2 separate regions of the Gossypium hirsutum genome follow, and region 1 is linked to region 2. Evidence: chromatin contacts called from public Hi-C data. All regions are on one chromosome and are shown on one strand. Each heading gives the region's core, a stretch centred on a gene start, on an enhancer-like site or on the middle of the called end of the contact. The rest is flanking DNA. Distances are from core to core; before and after follow the strand shown.

Region 1 (4,869 bases), core at 1,391-3,890, 190 kb before region 2:
TAGTGTCTAATTAAGAAGCTACAGTGCTGTGTGAAGCACTCATGGTGGGAGATTGGATTAGTACCTTTCAATAACTAGCTCAGTCAACATACAAAAAGCAGACGGTACCAAAAAGGAAGCACACAAACGTAGAATAAGTGAACCAAAATAGAAGAAATTCAGGCAAAGTGCGTCAAGGAGTCAAAAGTATGTAATGCATACCACAATGATCTCTTCCTCATCTGTTACGGATTCCTGGAGGAACAATATCCCCAAGTAGCCCTTCATTTGTGGTTTGTGGCAGTGGACGAGATTCTACTATTTCTATCGGTACTTGCTGTGAACGTATTATGCTTGCAGGAATTTCCCCGTGTGGATAATAAAATTGTGAGACTGAAGGAGTGAATCGACCAGCAAAGGCAGCTTCACGGCTGATGAGTCCACCACGGGGGAATCCGACACTGTGATGACAGTGCTGACCTTCATATGTAGTAATGACAATGGTGGGATCTTCAGAGGAGCGTTCTACCCTCTTCTTAACTGTACATTTGCTGTTTGTGCAACGGTAGTAGCTCCTGCAAATCAGATTTTGCACACAACATTCTGAAAATTTGCGTTTCCATTAATGCTTTTATGCATGAAATCATATTTCATCACTCTCTAACATACGGAGTCCTCTTAGGGCTCTTGCCCTTTTACATGAAAATTTTCAATTCATGATTTTTTTTTGTTTTCTTTAACCCTGAAACAAAATATCAATTACATATTCATGAATTGAAGGAATCTCCTTTTGTATATAACGATAGTGGTTCAATGATAAATATTTAACTTTGTTAAAGAAGTACTATCATTAACTCTAGTTTATATTAATAATTTTTTATTTCGGGAATCATTTATGAATGAATTGATGGAATCTTCCCCTATAACAAAGATGATTGAAGGAAATTCATAAATAATCTCCTGGAAAGGAAGTTGATTACAATATTGACAATGAATGCTGTTTATGATATTTCACTTTAAAAGTTCAAATTATTTTACTGAAAACAGGCGAATCCAATTCAAAAAGTGGGAAACATGTCAGTTTTTCTCTGATTTACCTAGGAAATGGACTATTTTTAACAGCTTTTTGTCCATATTTCCGCCACCGGTAGCCATCTTCAAGATGTTCAACTTCACTCTTGGTCATAAATGCAAAACGTGGCTGTCGAATTCGCTTTTGCCCCTTCTTCCTGGCCTTACTCCTACACAAAAATATTCCACCCACAATTTATCAAATTAAAAAACGAAAAGATAACATATTCCTAAAATTTGTTTCTTTGAGAAAAATGAAAAAAAGAGAGCAAGGAAGCTTAACTAATAAACATGCAACTAGTGAAGTAGATACATGAATGCAGCCATTAATGATGGGAATAAAAATCAATCAAAGTAATAAAAACAACTTTCTTTAAACAAGAAATGCATTAATATGGAACAAACTAATCCATGGTTTCATGAGATGAATGTCTCTGACCAATGTCCATTTTGTAGGACTGCATTTCCAAATTCCTAAAACAATGGGCAAATACCCATCACATATATAACACTAAAATCCCGTATAAAGTGAGAATGCATAGCTTTAAGTGAGGGGATGAATTCAGAACAAAAGGCAGACTTCATGGGGGTAAAATAAATGGGGAAGAAGTACTAATTGGGAGTATCTAAAGGGTTCATATGTCACCAAAAGAGGGCTTTTCGGAGCTATATTCTCGCTTATTGCCTAACGTGGAAATAAAGAGCCGAAAGAAGTTTTTTTTTTTTAAAAAAAAAAGGGGATTTCTGAAAGCACGCCGTTCCCGCTGCAATAGCGGCGGTGTTCAAGGAGGCCACTTAGCTTATTGTAGCCAAAAAGTCCCTTTTATTTTTCGCCCTTTATTCCCTTAATTGCACCTATTATGTCGCTAAATTTACGAAACAACCCTAAACCTCCCCCAACTTGCATGAAACAAAGGCTGCTTCTGTTTGACAGTTTCCGAGTGTACGGACTCCCAAGATTGCACCCGTCTCTTCTCTCTCATGACTTTTTGATACGGTGGCTTTTATTACATCTCTTATGTTGCCCATAGAAATTGTGCTTAATTACGATTCAGTCCCCCCGCAATAGCATAAAAAAGAAAAGGATAAAAAAGAAACATTTCCTTCCAATTTTCATGTCATTTTTTTCCTATTTTCATCGGTGGGATGGATGTTTGTTCACTACTACTCACGGTATCTCGGGCGGTTTCCCGCCGGATCCCGTATATTTCTCCGACGGATCCTCTCCGGAGCTCGAAGACACCGATGGAATCAATGTCGACACGTCAGCCGCCCCGCCAGCAGGACTCGACGCTGTCCCTGAACCCGAAACCGAACCACACGCAGCAGCAGCAACACAGCTATGCGAGCCGCTAAAGCTTCCCGCCAAATAAGGCCTGGTGTCGGCCCGGTCGAGTTCATCGAACCGGTCAATCTGTTCAGCATGATCAGGTTGCAGATTCCAGTCGAACTCACTCAGTATATTGCTCTCCTTATCGAAGAAGTAGTTGACGCTGTCGGAGACTGAGTCAGGTCCTCCAGCGAGTGCCCAGCTCGAATTGGATGTAAATTCACTCGCTGGATCCACACCCTCTTTATCTTCCATCCTCTTAAACGAAAGGAAAAAATAATTAAAAAATTAAAGCAGACAAAACAGAATCTAAAACAGAACGCGGAGAGGGAAGAATTAAAAAGGAAAAGAAAAAAGGAATGGAAGGAGAGAGAGAGAAAGAGCCAGCTAGGGTTTTGGGTTGGAATGTATAAGTTTTAGTGTTGGGAAGGGACGCCTAGCATTTCGAAGTTTATTTTTTTCTTCTTTTGTAGCGTCAATCCAAAAGAGAAAAAAGAGAGTTAAAAAGAGATGAGGTGCAAAGAACGAGCGAGTAAGAGAGAGAGTAGGGGAATAGTCGGATATAGAGAAAAGATAATAACGGCGTCAACTGAAAATAGTTAAGGATGGCATGTGGGACCCACGCGCATGGACTGAAAATAGTGATAGGCACAGAAAGTTTCCGACATAACTCTAACGCGAGCAAAGCACCGTGTCCTCCAAACATCCATTTAGTTTACATGGATAATGTTATTAATCTCGGTGAAATATTAATTATTGTAAGGATGAAATTAGTTATTATAGCATTTCTAGTAAAACATGAGAATTAAGAATATAAAAATTAGTTTGGAAGAGAGGTTACTTGATAATATTTTGAGGGGAAATTTTCGTTTTTTGGAGAGCTTTTTAAGGTTTGGTTAATGATTCGTGATGCTATAGTTTGGTCTATTAGGGATGAAAATAGTATTCAGTGTTGGAAAGATTAATGGATTTCAATGTCGGCCCATTGAATAATATTATCCCTTCTCATGCTAATCTTGTTTCAGACTCCTTGCTTAGTGGAATAGTAATAGAGGGAGGCATGTGAGATCTGGATTTGTTTCGTGTTTGGGTTCCACAAGAAGTTGTTCGAAGGATTATGAGCATCCCCCCTCCTCATCCAGATGCAGGTACGGATTAAATTGTGAAAATAATAAAAGTTAATCACTATAAAGTTTTAATTAATTTAGGGACCGATTAAGCAATTAGACCTATTTTTTATATAGCATTGGGATGATGATGTATTCATCCATCATTTTAGTTTAGTTATAATAATTAGTAAGTTAATTAGGAATTAGTTAATTTAATTAAGATTGATTAATTTTAAACTTACTATAAAAGAAAAAGAAAAAGAAAAAGAAAAGAAATCATTTTCCTTTTCATCTTCTTCAAATCGATTCTAAGAAGAAAATATAGGGTTTGGACATTCAATTTTTTGGTCTTTTGATTTCTAAGGTAATTCTAGTCCTTTTCTTGTAATTTTTTTTATTTTTGAGGTCCCATGAGCTTAATTTAGTTACCCCATGTACCAATTTGTAAAACTGTTAATGTAACGGCCCGATTTTAGGCCCAGTCAGAACAGTGGTTTCGGGACCACTAATCCAAGGTCAGAGAAATTATTTTTAATGTTATTTTATGTGTTGTGGCATGATTATATGAGAGGATGAAAATTTTGGTGAATTAATTTTAGCGATTTCATGCTTAATTGTGAAAAATGACTAAATCGCATAAAGTGCAAAAGTCCTATTTTGATAGCGAAGGGTGTCAAATAGCTAGAGAACCTAAATTGGGGGTCTTTAAAGGGAAATTAAACCCTTAAAATACAAGCTAGCCGGCCATAGAGACATGAGGAGTCAAAAAAGTCAAAAGATGATTAGGGTTGGTAATTGATGACATTAGCAAATTGAATATTAAAATAAAATCAAAGGGGTCATCTTTCTTCTCCATTTTCCACCGAAAATAGTGGGTTTTTGAAGCTTGAAATTTCAGCCACTTAGTCTCTCTACAAGTAAGTGATCTTGATGGTTCTTCTTGATGATTTTTGTACTTTTAGAACCCTTGTAGCATGAGCTTTCAAATAAGAGGATTATTTTGCAAAATGGTTAAAAGTATAGGGTTTTACCATGAGGTTGTTCATGTTTTTTTCTGAAATTTTATGGAAGAAAATGAATCATGGTTGTAAAATAAACAACTTTTGTGAAGTAGTTTTCATGGAAACCCTAACTAAGGACCATTTTGCATAAGTTGTAAAATAGTTGATAAATGTGTGAAATAATGAGAATTGTGGGCTGCTCTTAGTATAAAAAGTATTCGGCTAGGCTTGATTAACAAGAAAATATGATAAAAATTGATTTTCGGGTCTAGGGGTAAAATGGTCATTTTGTGAAAGTCTAAGGGCAAAATGGTCATTTTGCCCAATTATAAATTTTTGAGTACCTAGATCAATAAAATGATTAAATTTTTGATTTTTT
Region 2 (4,888 bases), core at 1,867-4,366:
CTTCCTGAGGAGTTTGAGTACCTTGAAACTACTCTACTTCATGGAAAATCGGAAGTAACTTTCAATGAAGTAACTGCTGCATTGTATAGCTATGAACTACGCCGAAAGGATAAGTTGAAAGGTTCAGGTGAAGCAGCAGTGGAAGCATTGGTAACAAGAGGTCGTCAGCAAAGTCAGTCTAAGGGGAAGAGAAGAAAGTCCAAAGGTCGAGCTGTTGCCAAAGATGAATGTTCTTTTTGCAAAGAAAAAGGACATTGGAAGAAAGATTGTCCAAAATTGAAGAAAAAAGGGAAGACTCCGCAAGATGCAAATGTTGCAGAATGCAATAGTGAAGCAGAGTCAGACTTTTCTCTTAGTATGACATCTTCAACATTATATGCAGATGAGTGGATCATGGATTCTGGTTGTTCCTATCATATGTGTCCCATTCGGGAATGGTTCTTTGAATTTCAAAAACTAGATGAAGGGGTTGTTTACATGGGTAATGATAACACATGTAAAATAGCCGGGATAGGTTCAATTAAACTGAGGAGTCATGATGGATCTACTAGAATTTTGCGGGATGTACGATATGTCCCAAAGTTGAAGAAGAATCTCATCTCTTTGGGGTCGTTAGAATCTAAAGGCCTAGTTGTGACAATACGAGATGGAGTTCTTAAAGCAACTTCAGGAGCATTGGTGATGTTGAAAGGCATAAGAAAGAACAATCTGTATTACTACCAAGGTAGTACAGTGGTCGGGACAACAGCAGCAGCAATTACGAGTACCAAGAAGGACGCTGAGGCAACACAGCTGTGGCATATGCGTTTGGGCCATGCTGGTGAAAAATCCTTGCAAACTCTAGCCAAGCAAGGATTATTGAAAGGTACAAAGACTTGCAAACTTGAATTTTGCGAGCATTGTGTTCTGGGAAAACAACGAAGGGTGAAATTTGGCACTGGGATTCACAATACTAAAGGTATTCTGGATTATGTGCATTCTGATGTATGGGGACCGTCCAAGACTCCATCACTTGGAGGAAGACGTTATTTTGTCACCTTTATTGATGATTTTTCCAGACGAGTTTGGGTGTTTCCTATGAAGAACAAAGATGAGGTGCTTGAAGTTTTCCTTAAGTGGAAAACTAAAGTTGAAAATCAGACAGGAAGGAAGATTAAGGTTCTCCGATCAGACAACGGTGGAGAATATAAAAGCGATCCTTTCCTGAAGATATGCCAAGATTGTGGCATAGTAAGGCACTTCACCGTAGGTGGAACACCGCAACAGAATGGGGTGGCAGAGCGTATGAATCGAACGCTTGTGGAGAAAGTTCGATGTATGTTATCTAATGCTGGATTAGATAGAAAGTTTTGGACTGAGGCTGTGACGTACGCTCAACATCTCATCAATCATTTGCCATCATCTGCTATAAATGGCAAGACTCCTTTGGAGAAATGGTATGGAAAACCTGCTACTGATTATGACACCTTGCGCATTTTTGGTTCTATTGCATATTATCATGTGAAAGAATCAAAGTTAGATCCAAGAGCAAAGAAGGCTCTATTCATGGGCTTCAATGCTGGTGTTAAGGGATATCGTTTGTGGTGTCTAGAGGCAAAGAAGACGATAATCAGTAGGGATGTTACCTTTCATGAATCTGCCATGTTGAATAAGGTAAATCCAGAAGGAGTGAGTAGTACTTCGCAGCAGGTGGAGTGTACTCCGCAGCAGGTGGAGTTTGAGCAGAGTGTGGTAATTCCAGCAAAAGGTACCACTAGTGATTCTTCATTGGCAGATGCAGAGTCAGATGAGGAAGAGGTTTCTACCCAAGAACCTCAACAGCAATCAGAGCCAATTGCAGTCAGAAGGCAGAGACGAGAAATTCAGAAACCTGCTCGTTTCACTGACATGGTAGCTTATGCACTTCCAGTTGTTGATAATATTCCATCCACTTACACCGAAGCCATTCAGAGTTTAGAGAATTATAGATGGTTAGGTGCAATGGAAGAGGAAATGCAATCTCTAGAGAAAAACAAGATGTGGAAGCTGGCACAACTACCAAAAGGGAAGAAGGCGATTGGTTGCAAAATTGAAGACACTATTGAAGTTTGTGTTATGAGAAGATGTTCGAAGATGTGGAATATCGCCAAGGTGGAGATTTGTTGAATATTGGCAATATCCCACATTAGGAAAAGATAGAAATGGAGGGGGTTTGGTTTGTTATATATAGAACCCCTCCCCCTTTGGTTGTATTATCCCAAAATCTTCTCCTTTGTAATATTTCTAGAGGAAATATTAATTTGGTAGTGTCCGAGGACGTAAGCTAAATTGGCCGAACCTCGTTAAAACTCTGGTATTTTATTTCTTATTTGTTTGCTTTTATTTAATAGCTTTATATTGGTTATATTTATTTAGTTATTATTGCTATAAATATCTAAGTGAGTTCTGTCTAGTTGTTGGGTTTTAAGCGGGACCATTGTGACCCCTCCAATTTAACTGGGAATTTTCTTAGTATAATTGTTGGCATAATAATTATCTAAATATTTCTGATAATATTGTTATTAATATTATCGTCGCTTCCGCAACATGTACAACATCATATGCACCAAATACAAAATCAAATAGTATGACTCTACCCAAACCGTATTTAGAGATCAAAAATTAAATTATTTAATAATTTCCTTTTCAGCCAATTGCCAGATTTAAGAATTATCATAAAAAAAATGAGTTAAAAATTTTACCAACAAAATAAAATGATTTAGGCTAACCTTGCAAGGACGGCCTTTAATAACAATGTAACCGTTCTTACGGATGGTACCAGCTTGCTGGGGATAAGTTTTAGAAGCTCCAGCATCAGCTTTAGACTCGAAGTGGTCCTCCTCGTCCGACATCACCGCTTTAAAAAAAAACAATAGAGAAACACTGGAAAAGCAGCGATTGAGACAAAAGGGAAATGGATTTTATAACTGTGAAAATGTATGAAAATGCAGGGTTAACTTCGTTTTATTTATTTATTTTATTTTAGGAAATGTGGGAAATTTGGGTAAAGTCAAGTATGTTGAAGTGGGGAGAGAGTGTAGTCCATTGTGGGATTGGAAAATATCTTTTAGGTCTGCGTGTAAAGGACGTTTTGCCTCAAATGCATTTACGGGTTTTTTACTCTGATATTATAAAAAAAAAATTATACACCAAAATAAGTTGTCAGTCAGATTAATTACAAAAATAGTATACTTTTTGGGGTCGTACCTACTTAATAGGCATAACCTATTATTTTATTATTAAATTTCTTTTTTTGTTTTAAAAAATTATTATTATATTATTTTTAATATTTATATTAATATATAGATAAAAATACGGGTTTTACACGGATAAAAAATACCCGAAACGAGTCGAGCCTGTCAGGTAGGCACGACTAGTCGTGCCTGACAGGTAGGCACAACACCCTGCACATTTCCCTTTCTTTGCATTTTACAAAAAATTGATCTTATATCACTTTTGGTCCCTCTACTAAGCCTAAAATTAAAATTCAATCTTTATACTTGAATTTCTACAATAATATTTGGTTCTATTTTTTATAATTTTTTTTCCAAATAATTAATATTGTTAATTACTTTGATAAAATTTTTGACGTGTTTTTTTAAACAAAAAATTAGTTTAACAAAACAATGATATGTTAAGTTAGAATAAATTTTAAATAATAAAATTTCTAACAAAATTGTATTAAAATTTTTGTTAATTACTCTATAAAATTTTTGATTAGTTTAACAAAACAATGATATGTTAAGTTGGAATAAGTTTTAAATAATAAAATTTCTAACAAAATTTTATTAAAATTTTTGTTAATTACTCTGATAAAATTTTTGTCGTGTTTTTTTAAACAAAATATTAGTTTAACAAAACAATGATATGTTAAGTTGGAATACATTTTTGTTAGAAATTTTATTATTTAAAACTTATTACAGCTTAACATATCATTGTTTTGTTAAACTAATATTTTGTTTAAAAAACACGTTAAAAACTTTAACAGAGTAATTAACAATATTAATTATTTGGAAAAAAATTATAAAAAATAGGACCAAATATTATTGTAGAAATTCAAGTATAAAGATTGAATTTTAATTTTAGGCCTAGTAGAGAGACCAAAAGTGATATAAGACCAATTTTTTGTAAAATGCAAAGAAAGAAAAGGGAAATGTGCAGGGTGTTGTGCCTGCCTATTAGGCACGACTAGTCGTGCCTACCTGACAGGCTCGACCCGTTTCGGGTATTTTTTATCTGTATAAAACCCGTATTTTTATCTATATATTAATATAAATATTAAAAATAATATAATAATAATTTTTTAAAACAAAAAAATTTTAATAATAAAATAATAGGTTGTGCCTGTCAGGTAGGCACGACCCCAAAAAGTATACCATTTTCGTAATTAATCTGGCTGACAACCCATTTTGGTGTATAATTTTTTTATAATATTGGGGTAAAAAACCCTGCATTTGCTTATATTTTATTGAGGAGAGGTTATATTAAATTGTGATTTTATGTTATTTTTATTTGTTTAATAGGAGAATAATAAATTATATTTTTCTTCTTAATTTTTCTCCTATTGAAAAAATAATAAAAGTTATGTGAAATTATTTCATGCAATCATTTTTTTTAATTTTTAGTTACTTCTTTACTTTTTCATTACATTACAAAAAAAATGTTATACGATATTATAACTTCTCTTTAGTTCTCTTTTAAAAAACCTTTTATTTTTATTTAAGTTTATGTCAAAAAAAAATTTTAAAAATAGAAAAGTATAAGTTAAATTTCTATATTAAATTCACACTTAATTAAGTTCCTTTCGTTAACAAAAAAATCAATTAAATCTTTCTATTAATAATTCCCATCATTGATCACGTTGATCGTT

What was found. A called contact is a pair of places that touch in the nucleus more often than the background predicts.
Region 1: a Hi-C map of leaf shows a contact between it and region 2, with 1.8 times the contacts expected there. The contact joins the promoter of LOC107887360 here to the promoter of LOC107887366 in region 2. A contact is called at or near these places in 4 of 34 Hi-C or Micro-C datasets (callus and leaf).

The regions. Positions count from the first base shown.
Region 1 is chrA03:67,581,783-67,586,651 of Gossypium_hirsutum_v2.1, reverse strand. LOC107887360 (probable WRKY transcription factor 57) reads right to left here and starts at 2,640. Exons shown (of 3, transcript NM_001326738.1): 1 at 2,223-2,640; 2 at 1,077-1,220; 3 at 209-554. The coding sequence starts at 2,635. The coding sequence ends at 218.
Region 2 is chrA03:67,388,222-67,393,109 of Gossypium_hirsutum_v2.1, reverse strand. It overlaps LOC107887366 (eukaryotic translation initiation factor 5A-2), which reads right to left and starts at 3,116. Exons shown (of 5, transcript XM_016811573.2): 1 at 2,748-3,116. The coding sequence starts at 2,870.